Linked DNA regions of Mus musculus: region 2 is linked to region 1. Evidence: chromatin contacts called from public promoter capture Hi-C data. All regions are on one chromosome and are shown on one strand. Each heading gives the region's core, a stretch centred on a gene start, on an enhancer-like site or on the middle of the called end of the contact. The rest is flanking DNA. Distances are from core to core; before and after follow the strand shown.

Region 1 (4,960 bases), core at 1,169-3,668:
GCAACTCAGTAATCAAGGGAATAAAAATGTTGTGATCATCCCAACAGGTGCAGAGAAAACACTTCAGAAATCGACACACTTTGGGGATCAAGTAATTAGCAAACCAGGACTAGATGGAAACTTCCTCAACAAGGTACAAGGCATCTCTGAAAACCCAGGGCTAGCATCACATTAAGAGAAGAGATTGGATGGTTCCACAGAAGGTCAGACACATGACAAAGATGCTGTCCTGGCTCTTTTGATCTCTGATTCTATTAGTGGATCTAGTTAGGACAATCAGACAGGAGCTGGATCAAAGAGAAAGAAAACCATCCCTATTCACAGAAGGAATGGTCTTTTACATACATACATACATACATACATACATACATACATACATACATACATACATACATACACATACACACACACAAACAAAATCAAGAAAAACCAGTTATCATCTAGCTCTATAACTCAGCACTTAGCAAGCTAAGTCTGGAGAATTGCTGTAAGTTCAAGGCCAGCCTGGGCTACATAGTGCATAACAGGCTAATGTAGCAGACCCTGTGTCTTGGTTAGGGTTTTACTTCTGTAAACAGACACCATGACCAAGGCAACTCTTGTAAAGACATTTAATTGGGGCTGGCTTATAGGTTCAGAGGTTCAATCCATTACCATCAAGGTGGGAGCATGGCAGCATCAAGGCAGGCATGGTGCAGGAGGAGCTGAGAGTTTTACATCTTATTCTGAAGTCCACCAGAAGGCTGGGTCCTACATGGTTAGAAGGAGGGTCTCATTGTCTACCTCCATAGTGACATACTTCCTCCAACAAGGCCATACCTACTCCAATAAGGCAATACCTCCTAATAGTGCCACTCCCTGGGGCAAGCGTTTTCAAACCACCACACGCTGACTCAAAAACCAAAGAAAAACAAGAGAAACCCCCACAAAACCAACAAGCATGATGGTACATGCCTATAATCCCAGCACTAGGGGGATAGAAGTAGGAAGGTCAGAATTTGGAGACTAGCCTGGGCTACATGAGACACTATAAACAAAACAACAATAATAAAAAACTAATAAAACCCCAGAAATGTTTTAATAAATCCACCAACCGACCAACCAAAGTAGTGAAACAATTACGATTCAACAAATGATTCAATAAGATCAACAACACAAAAATTCATCATATAGTTTGTTTTCTGCTTTAATTTTTTTAATTTGACAATAAGCAAACAGAATTAATGTAAACAACTCCCAGAATAACTATTTTTGTTCAGGACTGCATCCGGGCTCATGCCAAGCCAGCACACAGCAGAGGTGTCTTCCTGATTGCTTCTTAACAGAGCTCTGCTCTTTAATGGAGGCATAAGACACAGATACTTGTCCAGCTGTATGCCTAGGATCACCCAGATACTAAGTCTCTGGTTGTGCAGGTGGGAGACAGGACCTTCAGACAACTCTGAGAACTGGAACCACTGAGCACAGCTCCTGATTCAGAACAGAGGCAGAGGCCAGTCCTTGCTTTCTTCCTGTAGGCCTGGTCTTTTCCCTTGGATTTTGCCTTCTTTACTTTCAGAGTTACTGTTCTTTTATTACCAATATAACGAGTCCATCACAGTGCCAAATCTCCACCAGATGGAGCTTAAGTTTGATCAAAACCAACTGGGTGCAACTATTTGGAATCTTTAGGGTGAGAAAAAGTCATCCTAAACTACCTCCCTACAACAGCTCAAGAATCCCTTGGGCAGGTGGGAATGGGAAAAGGAAAGACATGCCACTCATTGCTGAACCCGATAATAATATGGCAGGAGTGGCCATGATCATCAAGAGATCCTCCTATTTCCCAGACAGCTGTTTGTACAGCTTTGGTACATAGCTGTCCCATTCTGCCTGGTAACACGTGCCGGCCACCGGGGCTCCCAGGTGATACTTCTTGCGGAAGGCTGCAGTTTTGAACTTCCCACGATGGTCTCCAGACCGGTTGGTGAGGATGGGTTCGTCACATCTCAGTGGCTTGTCCTGCTGGTACACCAGCCAGACATAGCGATGGAGGCCAGTGCCCTTGGGAGGTCCGGAACCCACGTAATCCGAGAGGACGTTCCCACTGCTGATGTCATTGCCTTTCATGTTGACCACCAGAAAATGGTGCCATTCCCTGTACACGGGTTTCTTCCTACTGGGAGCATCCGGGTCTGTGAGGATCAAGGTGTAGAGTTTCCCTGTGTCAAGGCCATCCCATGAAATGCTTCCGGGTCTGTGCTTAACCTGGGTGGGCGTCAGCACTTGGCCCAGCTCTTCCACCTCCGCCTCGGTGTAGGTGACCCGCAGTAGGTGCTGGGGCTGCTCATCCACTTCGTGGAGGCTCAGCGGCCCGGTCCACATGCTCATGTCTGTAGGCATGGTGAGAGGCTGGAGTGGCGGTTGGGTGCTGCTGAAGGCGCGTGCTGCGCTGAGAACTGGCCGTGACCACACAAGCTCTGCAGCCGCGGGAGCACACAGTTTTGTATTTTTATATACCTCAATGAATGACTCCCAAAGTTCAAATTTTTTTTTAGTGCTAAAATTAAAATATCAAGAACAAATTTTTACAAAAAATTATGAAAACCATAGTTTGAAAAGTACAAGATATTGTTGAACAGGATCTAAATAAATAAAGAGAAATCACTCCATGTTTGTGGGTAAGACTTGGGAATTAACAAGACATTAATATCCTCTAACTAAGATAGTGTGTAGATTCAATGAAAGTCCTGTCCAAATCGCAGCATCTTTGTAGAAACTGCTGAGTTTAGAATTTGTAAAGATGGATTTGCAAGGAGCCAGAATAGTCAAAGCTATCGTGGTAAAAGGAAAAAAAAAGTTGGAAGATGCCCACGTGTTCTAGTTTAAAGAGAGCACCAACCATACTAATGGAGACACTGCAGACTCACATAGTATGAGGGATCTGAGCAAGTACATCCAGATGTACAGCCATGTGAAGGGATTTTCCAACCATGAAGGCAGGCACTCAACAGGGGAGTTGGTTCTGAAATCATTGGACATTCATTCACAGGCAAAAGAGTAATGTCGGCCCCAAACCTAGCACCAGATAGAAGTTAATCAAAGCAGAATGCGTTAATCAAGTCAGCGACCTAAATGTAAGAGTTTAAAAGACTGTTAGAAGAAAACACGGGGCTAAATTTTTATGACTTTGGATTTGGTAATGGATTCTTAGCTATAACACTGAAATGTGGGCTGGCTCAGTGGATAAAGGCGCCCATTGACAAGCCTCATGACCTAGGCCCTATGTGGTAGAATTTGTTCTCTGGCTTTGCATATATGCACACATGTACTTTCTTACACACTCGTACACGCACACACTCACACACCCACGTAGCCACACACCGACACACTTGTGCACCCCAACCATCCAACTAACCAACCAAATAAACAAATAAAGCAATGTAACAAATCAAAAGCAATCAAATAAAATAACCAAGATATGATCCATAAAAGAAAAAGACAAACTGGATTTCATTAAAATTAAAATATATTCTGTGTTGCCCAAAGTATTATTATTAATGATGAGAAGAGGCTGGGATGGGCCAGCAAGATGGCTCAGTAGGTAAAGGTGTCTGCAACCAACCTCAGTATCTGAATTTGATCCCTGGGTCCCACACAGTTAAAGGAGAGAACTAACTCCCACAGGTTGTTCTCCGATCTCTGCACATATTTAGTAGAACACCCCCTCCCTTAATATCCACATTAAATATCCTTTTCAAGTACTTAAAATATAAGAAAAGGTGATATATGAAGTGGATTTTTAAACATTTTTGCAGATCATATACTTGGGAAATATCTTGAGTCTATAAAGGATTTACAATTTAATGATACATTTCAACTAATCTAAATAATGGGGCAAGGCTTTGAGTAGACATTTCTCTTAAGAAAATATACACACGGCCAAGAGAACATGAAGAAATGGTAGACGTTGTAAGTCATTAAGAAAGAGCAAATCAATGCCATATCCACACAGGGTGGCCAGGACAGAGAGTCCAATTCAACAGGGACCATTGGGCATGTGGAACAATAGAAGCCCTCAGAGACCTGGTGAAGATGAGAAACAGTACTGTTTGCTCCTCAAGTGACTGCCCATAAAAGTTACTTTACAACCCAGCATCAGTTTCTAGATATATACCCAAGAGAAGTCAGAATAAATGCCCACATAAAAACCTGTATATCAGTGTTTATAGTAACAGTGTTCACAATAGCCCAAAGTTGGAAGCAACCCAATGTCCATGAATGGGCAAGCAAAATACACGTATAAACAACGGGAACAGAATTCTATTCAGCCATGAAAGGAAACGAGGTTCTGACACATGCTATAACCCAGACTGACTTTGCAAACATAACGGTAAATACCCGTCAGTCAGAAACTACTACACCCTGGCCCAGGGGAAAGACTCAGTGGGTGAAGGTGTTTCCCAGGCAAGCCTAGTGACCCAGGTTTCATTCCCAGAACCCACCTAGAGTGGGAGAGTGAAGGCTGATAAAGCTGTCCTCTGACTCCCAATCACACCGTGGCATGTAAGTCTCTGCCTCCTTGAATCATGCACATAAACATACAATAATAAATAAACTGAAAAGAAAAAAAACCTAGTCTAAAGGAATCCACTTCTTCAAATATATCTAAGTGGCAAATCGACAGAGATGAATCTAGAAGTTGTTCGGTGGTTGCTTTGTGACGCAGGCCGGGGAAATGAGGAGCTGACAGCTAAAGGGCACAGGTGTTGATGGCTTACGTGTATCTGTAACTGTTCTAAAATGCCATCAACTGTGCCTTTTAAGTGGCTGAATTATATGGCATGTGAATTATATTTCAATAAAGACATTATATAAAACAAGCAAAAAACCCAAATGGGATTGGCAGTGAGTGCAGGTATCCAAAGACTCCCTGGGGGACTGGATGCTCTTCTTTCTAGCTATTCTTGCCTGTTATCAC
Region 2 (4,960 bases), core at 1,443-3,942, 1.5 Mb after region 1:
CAGAGTCCAATTTTCTTACACGCGTTCGCGACCGGCCAGGAAAGACGCAACAAACCGGAATCTTCTGCGGCAAAACTTTATTGCTTACATCTTCAGGAGCCAGAGTGCAAGAGAGCAAGAGAGAGAAAGAAAAAGAACAAGAAAGCAAGAGAGAGAAAAAGCAAGAACAAGAGAGAGAAAAAGCAAGAACAAGAGAGAGAAAAAGCAAGAACAAGAGAGAGAAAAAGCAAGAACAAGAGAGAGAAAAAGCAAGAACAAGAGAGAGAAAAAGCAAGAACAAGAGAGAGAAAAAGCAAGAACAAGAGAGAGAAAAAGCAAGAACAAGAGAGAGAAAAAGCAAGAGCAAGAAAAAGAACAAGAACAAGAAAGCAAGAGAAAGAACAAGAAAGCAAGAGAGAGAAAAAGAACAAGAAAGCAAGAGAAAGAAAAAGAACAAGAGCAAGAAAAAGAACAAGAACAAGAAAGCAAGAGAAAGAACAAGAATGGCAAAACCCCGTCCCTTTTAAGGAGAATTATCCTCCGCCTAGGACGTATTACTCCCTGATTGGCTGCAGCCCATCGGCCCAGTTGTCATCACGAGAAAGGCAGAACACATGGCGGGAAAACTGCCCCTGCACGTGTGCAGATTATGTTTACCACTTAGAACACAGCTGTCAGCGCCATCTTATAATGGCAAATGTGAGGGCGGCTTCCCACACAATTTTGCTTAATATAGTGATTTCTGTCCCGTCCATCATCTTGTCAGTGTAAGATTTCTGTTTTTCTTACCACTAAGTAACTTTCCATCCGGGCAGGTGACATGGCAGTTTCTAATTTAAGCCTTTTGAGAGAAATGATTTCCACAGTGAATGCACAAATACTTTTGTTGCTGTTGTTATTTGTGTAATAATAAATGATATTTAAGTTTCATTTTTTTGTTTCATTTCTTTTTGCTAGTAATAGTTATAGATGTTTGATTATCTCAAATAATCAAAACTCAGATTAAAAGAGGGGTGATAATCATTATTATTACATTTTGTGTTTCATAGTTTGATAGAACATGTGACTTTATAAGAAAATAAAAACCATATAACTGTAACTGAAATATTTCTCAAGACAGAAAAATAAACATCTCATTTTTCACTTGCTTTAAGAAAATGAGTTCACTAGACTAATGGTATCAGTGTTATGTATGCTCAGACTCTAGAAGTGAAGTGTCAGCCCACAGGGGCAGAGAAGACTCTCGCAAAAACAAAAAACAAAACAAAACAAAACAAACAAACAAACAAAAACACCAGTGGCACATAAAACGAGGTTGTGTAAAATCGCACAGAGCAGAGTTCAAATCTAGGCTCCAAAATTTTAGCCTTCGTTGTCTCATCCACAGCTGTACTCACTATCAACACTTAAAATAAATCTGCTGAAAGACCGCACCAAGTTTCTGCCACACAGAAAGCATTGAACACGAGATAACCATATCTTAATGAAATGCCAGGTTCCTGCTCCAGGAACTGTAGGAACAGTCTCCTATTTCTTCAGCCAGTGAGAAGACCCGTAAACATCAGATGTAAAAACCTAGAGATCTGAAAAACAAAACTACCGTTTTGAGTAATGTGTACAGAAAGCCGGTAAGCAGACCTGAGTCCAGGGGCCTAAGGAAGCGACTTCCTGGATCCAGAGTTAAACCCATCTGGGTATGGAGCATCGAATACAAGTACTTTGAAGGAGCAGCAAGGGCTGTGACTAACCTACTCTGAAGACTTAAATGAGACACATATGGTCTGTGGAAGCTGAAACAGAAGGACCACCGAAAGACTTATACCAGCCTGAACTAAATGGTAGACATCCGAGTGCTCCTCTTCCCCCAAACCCACGTGCTTAAGGCAGAGAAACAGCTACAGCTGAGAAAGCCAAGTTTAAGCTACAGGGTGACTTTATTGTGGGGTTCCAAGCCTCCACACCTGCCCTCATTCAGGTCCACTGTCTCTACAGGAGCTTTTTTCCCCTTTTTAGAGCGTCCGCAGAGGCTGCACCCTAGCACTCTGGGGCTGTCAACTCAACAGACACCTAAAAAAACTCATTCACGCAGACCACTCCGCAAGCATTCTGAGCAGGTCCCAGGCGGTAGGCGGGGCCACCAGCCCAAGTCCTCCAATGAAAAAGTGCACCCAGGCAGCTCAATTTGCATACAAGACAAAGCATACCAAATACAAAAAGTAATGAGACGCTCATAACTAGTGAGAACTACAAATGTCCACAGCTCCTTTCTGATGCTTTGTGGGCCCTGAAAAGGGCCTTTGTGGATGGGGGAAGCCGGCCAAGGGAACGGCCTAGGCACAGGAGGGCTCGCTTAGCCGCCGAAGCCGTACAGAGTGCGGCCCTGGCGCTTGAGCGCGTACACCACGTCCATAGCCGTAACCGTCTTGCGCTTGGCGTGCTCGGTGTAGGTGACGGCGTCGCGGATCACATTCTCAAGGAAAACCTTGAGGACACCGCGAGTCTCCTCGTAGATGAGACCCGAGATGCGCTTCACGCCGCCACGCCGAGCCAACCGCCGGATAGCGGGCTTGGTAATGCCCTGGATGTTGTCGCGGAGAACCTTGCGGTGTCGCTTGGCGCCACCTTTCCCCAGACCCTTGCCGCCTTTTCCTCGTCCTGACATATTAGTAAACAACCTAATAAAGAGACAGGAGAAACTACAGTAATCCGCCGCCGAGCAAGAGCTTATATTTCCTGGGAGCGGACCTGATTGAAAACAGCAAGGAGTGGGCGGAGCTCTAGACTCCACCCCCTGGCTCTTTGTGCTCTGCTGTCTCCCAAGAACCATAAAACCCTTTCGGTTCCCTCTCCAAATTCCAGGAACCCTAGCACATTTGAAAGTTTAAATAATATAAGGTAACAATCTATTTCTCCTCTTTTTTTTTTTTAGCACAAATAAAAACGGCGCATCATGCTTGTTATCTTCAGTGCACGCTGATTCGGTATTTTCTAAGCAGCATGCTTGTTTTTACACAACTTTAATGTGAAAATGAAAAGAAGCTAGCAATAGAAATCTAGCTTACTAGGTCTTATACCGAAGCAGTTTACATTTTCACGAGAGAGTCTTTTGAGGGGATAGAAGTGTTTTAGTGCCTTTCTTTTGTGGCCACGATAAGAAAATTATGCTAGTTCCCACTTCCTATTTGGTTTCAACTGTTTCTGCAGTGTATGGATTTTCTGCTCCTGCATTGCAAACACATTGGTATTCGCTTTTCAGCCAATTGTTCCTATAGTTACTTAGCTGAACTATTGTAACTTGTCATTTAGATCCGAGGTCCTTGTTGCTTGCGTTTAAAAGAGACCTGGTGACTCACATCTGTAATTTAGGCTCTCCGGAGGCTGAGGCAGGATTGCCAAGAGCTGGGGCCAGCCTAGGCTAGACAGACTCAAATACATTTCCCCTCCTCCCCACTCAAATAGCTTGTAAAGTACCAGAAGTCAAAAGCATGACTCCGAATAACAGGACTGTCCTTAAGTTTGTTTCGTTTTTAAAGACAGCAGGTTTTGGGCTGGAGAGATGGCTCAGTGGTGAAGAGCACTGACTGCTCTTCTGAAGGTCCTGAGTTCAAATTCCAGCAACCACATGGTGGCTCACAACCACCTGTAATGAGAACTGATGCCCTCTTCTGGTGTGTCTGAAGATAGCTACAGTGTACTTACATATAATAAATAAATAAATCTTAAAAAAAAAGAAAAAGGCAGCAGGATAAATGCGTTTAGTTTGTAGTACTTTACAATTCCCATTAGTTCCACAACTCAAACAGCATTTCATTTGTTTGTCCCCTCCCTGTCTCTTAGAGATTGAGCTCTAGGATAGCTGGAGGGGGAAGAAGCCTTAATCATTGAATTTTACCTCATGATTTTAAATCCCTTGCTCTTCAGAATTCTTACCAAAATGAAAGCTGCTGCCAGAATACTTATTCAAATTTGTAAAACTGTGTGTCAACAAACAAACAAACAATCAACAACAACACACACAAAAAAAAGAGAGAAAAGCAAAAAGAAAGCAAAGAGACCTTTCCATAAACATACATTTAAGATGGTTTACAGAAGATATTCTAGAGCTTTCTTCCCCAAAACTGCACCAGAGGTTTCCATACACATTGACTTAGAATATATAACCTATCGAATGCTTAGGAGCATTAGATAGTATATGAAAGTCAGCTGTTAGGTGGTACAGCCAGGATTCTGAGGAAGTTGGCTCCGGGATACCTCCTTGATGGTGGAGTATATTGTTCAGATCCAAAGGTGTATGGGGGACCCCAGCTCCTGGTTAGCTCATTACTGTGCTAGGAAATAAAGATGTACATAGATAGAAGTACATGGGGTTGGTTTTTCTCTGTGTGTGTTTAATATTTTGTATCTTGGGACAGGATCCTATGTAGCTCAGGCTAGGTGGGAACTCTCTCTGTAGCTAACGATGGACAATCTTCGATGGACAATCTTGACTCTCCTGTCCACGCCTCCTTTATACTAAGATCACAGACAGGCCCCACTTCACTTGGTTCTGTGGAGTTTATTTAAATAAAATCGCAATTAGACTAAGGAGAGGGTAAATTTATGATATTTTAATTAAATGGATACAAAAAAACCTACATGACATTTAATCAGCGTTTGACATTACTTAGTTGTGTAATTTCAGAAATGCAGTAAACTGAAGTACCGGAGTGAAACAGTGGAAGAAAAACACTTTAGTTTGTTTCAAATGTCAAGGGCCTATCATATGAATCATAAGAACAAGTTGAGGGATTCTGTTTCCAGTGTCTTGGCCTAAGAGTAATCTAAAGTCTCGATGGAGCACCAAGTGACAACCTCCAGCAGGCAGGCAGGCAGAGGCGAAGGGTCCTCCCCTCTGGAATCCAGTGGTTCTTCTCCGGCTCATACACAGCCCCAGAGCCACGTAATGTTAATATCCTATCAGATTCATCCATGCTATCCACAA

Evidence for each region. Promoter capture Hi-C pulls out the DNA fragments that hold promoters and counts their contacts.
Region 2: a contact with region 1 is called in a promoter capture Hi-C map of embryonic stem cells, with 2.6 times the contacts expected there. The contact joins the promoter of H4f16 here to the promoter of Pbp2 in region 1. A contact is called at or near these places in 1 of 39 promoter capture datasets (embryonic stem cells) and 1 of 9 other capture datasets (macrophages).

Annotation. Positions count from the first base shown.
Region 1 is chr6:135,307,966-135,312,925 of GRCm38.p6, forward strand. Pbp2 (phosphatidylethanolamine binding protein 2) reads right to left here and starts at 2,419. Exons shown (of 1, transcript NM_029595.3): 1 at 1,164-2,419. The coding sequence starts at 2,382. The coding sequence ends at 1,819. All of the region lies in intron 3 of Gm36640 (a long non-coding RNA gene), which reads left to right. It overlaps Gm36582 (predicted gene, 36582), which reads right to left. Exons shown (of 4, transcript NR_157238.1): 4 at 4,190-4,960.
Region 2 is chr6:136,801,739-136,806,698 of GRCm38.p6, forward strand. H4f16 (H4 histone 16) reads right to left here and starts at 2,693. Exons shown (of 1, transcript NM_175652.3): 1 at 2,255-2,693. The coding sequence starts at 2,641. The coding sequence ends at 2,330.